Regions from separate parts of the Mus musculus genome. Here region 1 is linked to region 2. A link is a contact called in public HiChIP or PLAC-seq data. All regions are on one chromosome and are shown on one strand. The core of a region is the stretch at or near the end of the contact, and the rest is flanking DNA. Distances in the headings are between cores, read along the strand shown.

The links. HiChIP or PLAC-seq counts read pairs in DNA pulled down with a chosen protein or histone mark.
Region 1: a contact with region 2 is called in a FOXA1 HiChIP or PLAC-seq map of pancreatic cancer cells. The contact joins the promoter of Zpbp2 here to the promoter of Pcgf2 in region 2. A contact is called at or near these places in 1 of 39 promoter capture datasets (pre-B cells) and 1 of 115 datasets of contacts at active chromatin or transcription factors (pancreatic cancer cells).

The regions. Positions count from the first base shown.
Region 1 is chr11:98,549,671-98,553,113 of GRCm38.p6, forward strand. It overlaps Zpbp2 (zona pellucida binding protein 2), which reads left to right and starts at 1,427. Exons shown (of 8, transcript NM_027061.2): 1 at 1,427-1,652; 2 at 1,773-1,838; 3 at 2,788-2,913. The coding sequence starts at 1,604.
Region 2 is chr11:97,697,336-97,701,138 of GRCm38.p6, forward strand. Pcgf2 (polycomb group ring finger 2) reads right to left here and starts at 2,313. Exons shown (of 10, transcript NM_001163308.1): 1 at 2,201-2,313.

The DNA of each region.
Region 1 (3,443 bases), core at 177-2,676, 850 kb after region 2:
AGCCCGACTATTCTAACACTCTTCTATAAGAGTTAAGATTTAACACATAAGTTTATGAGAATCGTGTGCAATAACTGAGAAGTTAGTAATACTTTGTACTTTTGGAAAATGTTTTGATTAAATCTGAAGTGAGGTGTCTCTGCGGTTATGAACACTGGCTGCTCTTCTAAAGGACCCACGTTTGATTCCCAGCATCCAAATGGCTGCTCACAACCATTGTTAACTCCAGTCCCAGAGGCGACACACTCTTTGGCCTCTGTGGGCAGTGCATGCCTGTGGTGCACAGACAGACAGAAATGCAAGCAAAACACCCATCCACATTTTTAACAGTTGAGGCTAACCCATGAGTCTAGACGTAGTAACTGACAGGGGGTGGATCTGACTCATTGAATCCCATTTCATGCTTGTGCTAGATCGATAAAATTAACAGTGACTAAAAATGAAATTACTGACAAAGGTTGCTCCTGGACCATCTGAGACAGTCCAAATACTGACTCGGCTCAAAGGAAATAAAACTGAAAACTCCTGATCTCACCCCAAATAACCATTCTGCACCCTATCTGAACCTTGGGCTCTCTCCCTAACCAACCTACTCAAAACCACTACTGAGAGCGGTGCTCTACTGCCAAGAGGTAAACAACACCTAAAGTCTTTCAGGTCACCTAAAATAGCAGTCAAGATGGGACCACGCATGATGGGGTTAGCGACTCAATTCAGTAAAGGCCCTGGGTTTGGTCCCCAGCACAGGGTTCAGAAGAACTTTGAAAGACTATTTTGGAGCTCCCTGAGAGTGACTTATCTCACATCAGCTGAGGAAAAGATCACCCGCTCTCGCCTTCCTTTCGAAGGGACCCATTCTCTAAAGCAAAGTTACTTCCGAATAAATTTGCATGAGGGGGTGTCCCTTACATCATCTCACACTCTAAGCTGAAAAAAATAAAGGTTTAACCTTCCTCCACGTGGGAAGGTCTGAGGGCACCCTTCTGAAGCACAGAGGAGAGGGCTCTTCAAGGTCTTGGTTTTGTATGCCAGAAAAATGCAACTAGGTGAAAACTGGATGTGACGTTTTGACAGATCCAGCAACGCTAGCAACGTTAGCTCGGGGTTCCAGAGCTGAGCCCTCGCTTTTAGGAAATTCTCACAAACATCTCCCTTCTTCTGATCGCCAAACTACGGCATCCTTGGGCTGCTCAGAGCCGCCGCCACCGTCCTTAGGACCCACTGTGTTCACTCATCAGTTCCTTTAGTCTGAGGAAGTCTTGAGTTCGTTTCCTTTACTCGTCACACCACCAGGCCGACTAGAGCTAGAGAGCGGGAACACGGGACCCAAGGAGAGGTGCGAAAGGCTCGGAGGGTGCAGCGCTCCGCAACTGCGCGTGCGCCAGGAGGCGGGGCTCTCCATCTGCGAGCGCTTGCCCCGCCCCTCGTGCCAAGCCGGAACACGCAGGCGCTCTCGGGCACAGCCGCCCCCGTGATAGCCTGGGACCGGTAGGGAAGATGCCCTTGGCGGTTTGCTTCGCTCTGTAGAGGAGCGATGGGGAGGCGTTGGGCCTGGCCTGAGGTAGGAGGGCACCCAGCCGTCGCCACTAGTGCCTGAGCCGTGATGCTTGCGTGGGCCCTACTCTACGCGGTGCTCTGGTCTCTCGCAGGAGGTGGGGCTTGGCCCGCAGGCTCCTCCCCCGTCCCTCCTTCTTCGCCTCCGCCCCGCCCCGCCCTGAACCGTGTGTCCTCCAAACACTAATAATAAGCCAGAGGTGTTCTCTCCTCCGCAGTTGGATCGCAACGTTCTTCCTTATTCAATATCAAAGGCTTTGTTTACGGCACGGTAGGGCACCCAGGTAATACGTGCCTCTTCTCACGCAAGGCTTGTCCCAAGAGCTGGGGATGCATCCTCTTAGGTTCTTCAGGCAGGGAAAAGGGAGCTAGGCAGGAGGGCGTCTGTGCTCTGCAGTTCGGGAAGTTTGCATCATTGCCCTCAAAGCTAGTCTTCTATTCCAGTGTTCACCACAGATCTGCCGCTCTGATACCACGTCTCTCTTTCAAATACTTCTGCTTTGTAATGGGTGAAGGCACTTAGCAGAGTGGACGCCCCTCTGGAAGGCTCTTCTCTCCCTCTTGTATTAACCAGCCCTATTCATGCATCAAACATCAGCTCCAGTGTTACTACTCTCTGTAGTTTTCCTACATTCAGGAAAAAGTACTCCAAATTTGAAATAACACTGCACTCCGTCTAGAACAATTCCACATTTAAGGCCTTTCTCTTCCCAACACCACCATTACACTGCCAAACTGAACAATAGACTTTAGAGATTCTGATCCTGGCAATGATTGGACCTTAAAAAGTACCTTGTGAGACTAGGTACTATCTATCCAGTTGAGTCACTGTTGTACACCTTTCTAGTAAACACTGCACAAGACAACAGGAAGCTTACGCGAAATACCAAGTTTTCAGTTTTGAAATAGTTTGTCAGTCAAGCTAACATCCTGTAACATTGATTCCATAGCTCCTTATTGGAGCTATTTATTAATGTGTACGTTAAAAGGAACTTGATCTTCATTTTTCTAGACTGTCACAAAATAAAAATATTACCGACAAAGTACAGTTTAAAGGTTTACTATGGGGAAGCAGCAAAGACTTCATTCTAAATGACAACTAGCATTGGACACGTTACGAAGACTTTTTAAGTACTGAAATCCTGAAAGAACTAACTGGTATCATTGTCTAGGAGTGTGTGTGTCTTTATTTCTCTGTATAATGTAATTACGCAGAATTTTATTTTGTCACAGTAAAAATATATGTAAAGTTACATCAGGCTAGTCCTGTCCTTATTTGTATGGATATTGATCGTGCCAATAAAGAAACAGTGGACCCCACCTATTTATGGACTGGGCCAAATGAAAACACATTAAAAGGTAAATAATTTAAATATATTTTAACGGTGTGAACATTGTTTTTTTAAAAAAGCACTGCCATTATTGAAAAGAACAAATTTAATTTTAAAATTCTATTAGCTGTATTTTATTTTTGTATATGTGAGTGTTTTGCCTGCATGCGTGTATGTGCACCACATGCCCGATGCCCTCAGAGGTCAGAAGAGGATATCTGATCCTCTGGAAGTGGAATTACTACTGGTTGTAAACCACCTTGTTGGTGCTGGGAATTGAACCCAGATCCTCTGCAAGAGCAGCAAGTGCTCTTAAACAGTGGGCAATCCCTCCAGCCCCAAGAAATTTAATTTTAACTGCAATTAACTTTTCTCAACACGACAAATTATAATTTTTCTTGGCCCATGACTTAAGTTCTTCGTATGCAAAAACTAAAAGCAGATGCAAAAGACTGCACAGCCCATGTGAGCACAATACTCAAAATGTTGAGGCAGGAGGATTACAAGTTTGAAGGTGGCCTGGGCTAACCAAAGAGACCATTTTTTGTTACTTTTGTT
Region 2 (3,803 bases), core at 1,063-3,562:
GTCGGGTGCTCTTACCCGTTGAGCCATCTCACCAGCCCCTCTTATCTTTTCCTAACCTTTGGCAGTGGTACAGCCCTTAGCATGGAAAAAAGATAGAAGCCTCGACCTACCACTCAGTTCCTGAAAACAGAAATAAATAAATAAATGAATAAATAAAACAGTAATAAAGAATTTACAGACAGCAGCTCAGTAAGATGCTCACATCCGGAGCCAGACACACCCCCTTCATCTCTTACATCCCCAGCACCCAGAGCCAGATAAGCCTGGTCATGCACACAGGCCAGACAGACACTTGGCCAGACACACACCACCACATACACAGCAAGGCTGGAGCCAGGCTCCTACTCCACAGATGCAGAAGTCATTTCCACCCACCCCATCACATCCCTGCCTGAAACTGGAGCCACAGACATTAACCTTCTGCGAACCTCTAGTCCTCTCAGGGCAAATTATAATTTAAGTCTTCCAGCAACAAAGACAGGTCAGCGCCCCACCACCACTCCGCTATAGGGTCCGGGGTGGGGGTAGGGGGGCGCTACAGTAGGCATCTGACCTGTATAACATGTAACCTCTTCCACTTCAGCCTCTCTCCATTCCCATGGCAACAGCTCCATCAACCACTCAGGGAGTTCCTTTCCCCCTCCCCTGCTCACCTCCCAAGCCTTCAACTTGAACAGGATCAGGCGACGCGACAGCCGGACTGGATCCTGGAGGCTGTTTCCTGCCTTATTCCAAACACAGTTCTAAGTGTGCAAGCCCCAACCTCAAACCAGGGGAACCCCTGGGAAAACCTCTCCACCAAAATGCTACAACAGAGCTGGCTTTATGCTCCTCCGATTACAGTAATAACACCTTGGAGCAGGGATGTGTGTATGTTGGGGGTGGGGGTGGGGTTGTCATGAGTTTCGGGAACAGCACAACTGCAAGAAGTCCAGAGAGGGAGGCCCAAGACTGTGAGAGCCAGCTAAGAGAAGCCCCTCCCTCAGCGAGAGGAAGACCAAAAGAGACTGAGGCAACATGGGGGATGGCGGGAGCTCGGCCGGGGGCTACGAGAGACAAAGACGCAGGGACAGCTCTAGGTAACACCTGTACATACTTAAACATATTTAAATTTACACATACACACACCCTTCTCGATCAAGCAACCACAGCAATTTTGGATAGACCCGGGAAGTGAGGGATGGAAGAGTAGGGGGCTTGCCTAGACGCCCCTGGGAGTCAGGAAGGGCGCGGGGCGTCTGCAGGCTCAGGGTTCCCCGGGTTTCAGAGCTAGCAGCGGCAGAGCTCAAGGAGAAAAGAGTAGCCGCTTCCCTTTTCGCCTCCTGTGGCAGAAGGGCCAGCTCATCAGACCCCTTGGCCACTCATGAAAAGACAGAGCATGCTAAATCTCTCCTCACTCCCGTTCTTTCCCCTCCACCCTTGCTTCCCCGCGAAGCCTAGGTCAAAGGATCAGGCACCCCCAGTGACCGAGTGGCCACTCCTTCCCTCCCTAGAGCCAAAGTTTGGTGGGGCCCCGGGAGGGAGGTAGGGAAAAGCTCAGCCGAGGTGGTTCAGGGAGGGGGCGGGGCGCCTCGCACCGGGACGAAAGGGACCTCTGGGGGAGGTGCCCAAGATCCCGACCCCAGGAGTTAGGGCGCCCTCCCTCGGCCACCAGAAAGCCAAGTCCCCTTCCTCCGGGCCTCAAGTCCTCGCGCGTCTACCACGCTCACTGCCCACTCGGGAGGCGACCCTTGCCCGACTCGAAGGGGCCGAGCCACAGTCTGCTCCAGCTTGTGGAGATCCTCGGGTCGGGGGCGGAGGGGGGGGCGAGACCCACCCTAGCGTATGTCCCCAAAGCCCTCGTGGCCGCCCGGACCCTCCCCCTCGATACCTCGCAAGCAGGGTCTTAGCAGGGGGCTGCTGCACAAAGAGGAGGTGGTCGAGGGAGACTCCAAATCGTTAAGAGGGGGAATCCACTTCGGCCATCTTGGAAGGGAGGAAAGGAAAAAAAAAGAGAGAGAGACCGGGAACGAGAGAAAGAAAGGCGGACCGGGCGAGCTTGGACAGCGGCTGGCGGGGCGGGAAGGGACGCGGGCGGCAGGCCAGGCCGGGGCTCCCGGCTCCCATTGGGGTCTGCGGGGAAAGGTGAACGGGTCCCGGTCGCCAGCCCTAGACGCTTACGAGGTAGCAAGGAGGCAAGCGCGAGTCGGCGTCCGCTTACCTGGCTTCGGGGTCCGGTGGGTCTCGGGGAGGGGGGGATGGGAGGGAGGGAGGGAAGGGAGGGGAGGGGGACCACAGCCCTGTCGCTCGCTCGGTCGGCGGGAGGGGAGAAACCTATGATAAGAAAGGAGTTTGTAAGAGCAGCTTGGGGAGGGGAGGGGACCAGAGGGGAGGGGAGGGGCCGTGGGGGGGGGCAAAATGGCTTTTTTCCTCCAGACAAGAGTAGGTCCCGCCCACTACTCACCCACGTGACCTCATTCCTTCAGGATGTTTGCAGAGAGGGAAAGAGGAGGGGGAGAGGCTAGCTCAGCTGCTCCCCACCGCCTTGCGCTGGGCTTCCCCCAAACCAAGAGGAGACCACCTCTTATCCAAGCAGATCCCTTGAACCCGGAGGAAAGGTCCTATTGTGTTACCTTCAGTCATGAAACCACCACCTCCTCCTAAAATAAGTGTGTTCTCCCCACTTCCACCGACTCTGCGATCCCTACCCTAGCTGGGGAGCTTGGAAAATGGTGAGATGCAGACTGGGCGGAAATGTGTCTCGCGGCACCCGGTGCGTCGCCGCTACCAAAGGGCGCTTGGGCGGGGGACGCGGCGCCGCTGGCCACGCGTCCGAGTGAGGTTCGCTCACTCCAGCTGAATCCCTTGGGATTCCTAAGTGCGTGTGTGATCCCCCCCCGAGCGTGACCTCACCGCCTCCCCACACCGATTCGGGGTCCTCGCACCTCGCGGGAAACGCACGGTGGCCTCGGGGCTTGGCTGTGGCCGAGGCTGGCGCGCTCAGCGTGCTCGGGCGGAGAAGAATGGAACGCAGTCCGGGGCGGGGAGAGCAGCCCGAGACACGAACTCGGGCGCCGAGCCAGAGACACAATAACTAGCCGAATTCGAGAGGCCCCGACGCAATAGGAAGCGAGGAGTCGAGAGAGGACGCGCGCCTTTTCGCCGCCGGTGCGCCTCCCTCGCGGCCGCGGAGGGGCCGGCGAGCGCGAAGGTGGCTGGTGCCAGCCCACTCCGACTGTCGCCCTCGGCTCCACCCAGCGCTCGCTCTCCGGTCCCCAGCGGCTCCGGGCCCCGGGCAGAGTAGGAAGGAGAGCTAGAAGAGACGGCGCCAAGGAAGCGAATCGATTCTGCGTTACCACAAGAACCGTGGACCTCAATAGGTCGCTCGATTTCGCTGATTCGTTACTTATGATTTATTGGGGGGTGGCCACTGTGACTGTCCCTCCAAAGAGCTCGATTATCCGGCCTGAAAAGCCTTTAAGCGCCTGGTGGGTTGGCTCGAGTAAGGAACGAATCTTTGTCGAGCCTGCCTCCTCTCCTTGTTCCAAGCCTAAAGCAGTCCCGAAGTGAGTGCTTTTATACACTGGACCGCTTATCAGGAGCCCTGTGAAGTCTGTCCGCCCAGTGACCCCACCAGCCTCAGCTCTCAGCCTGCAGAGCCGAATGACGGTGTAAAGGAAAGGCAAGAGATTTCCGCTTAGATCGGGTGGTCCAAGTGGGAGCGGAAGAGGCCCCGGGAGGATCGGTCACTTGCTTCCCAATCCCTACATCGGGTACCACGAGCTCACAGGCTACTGTGGAAAGGGGTCTCGAGTTAGACACGC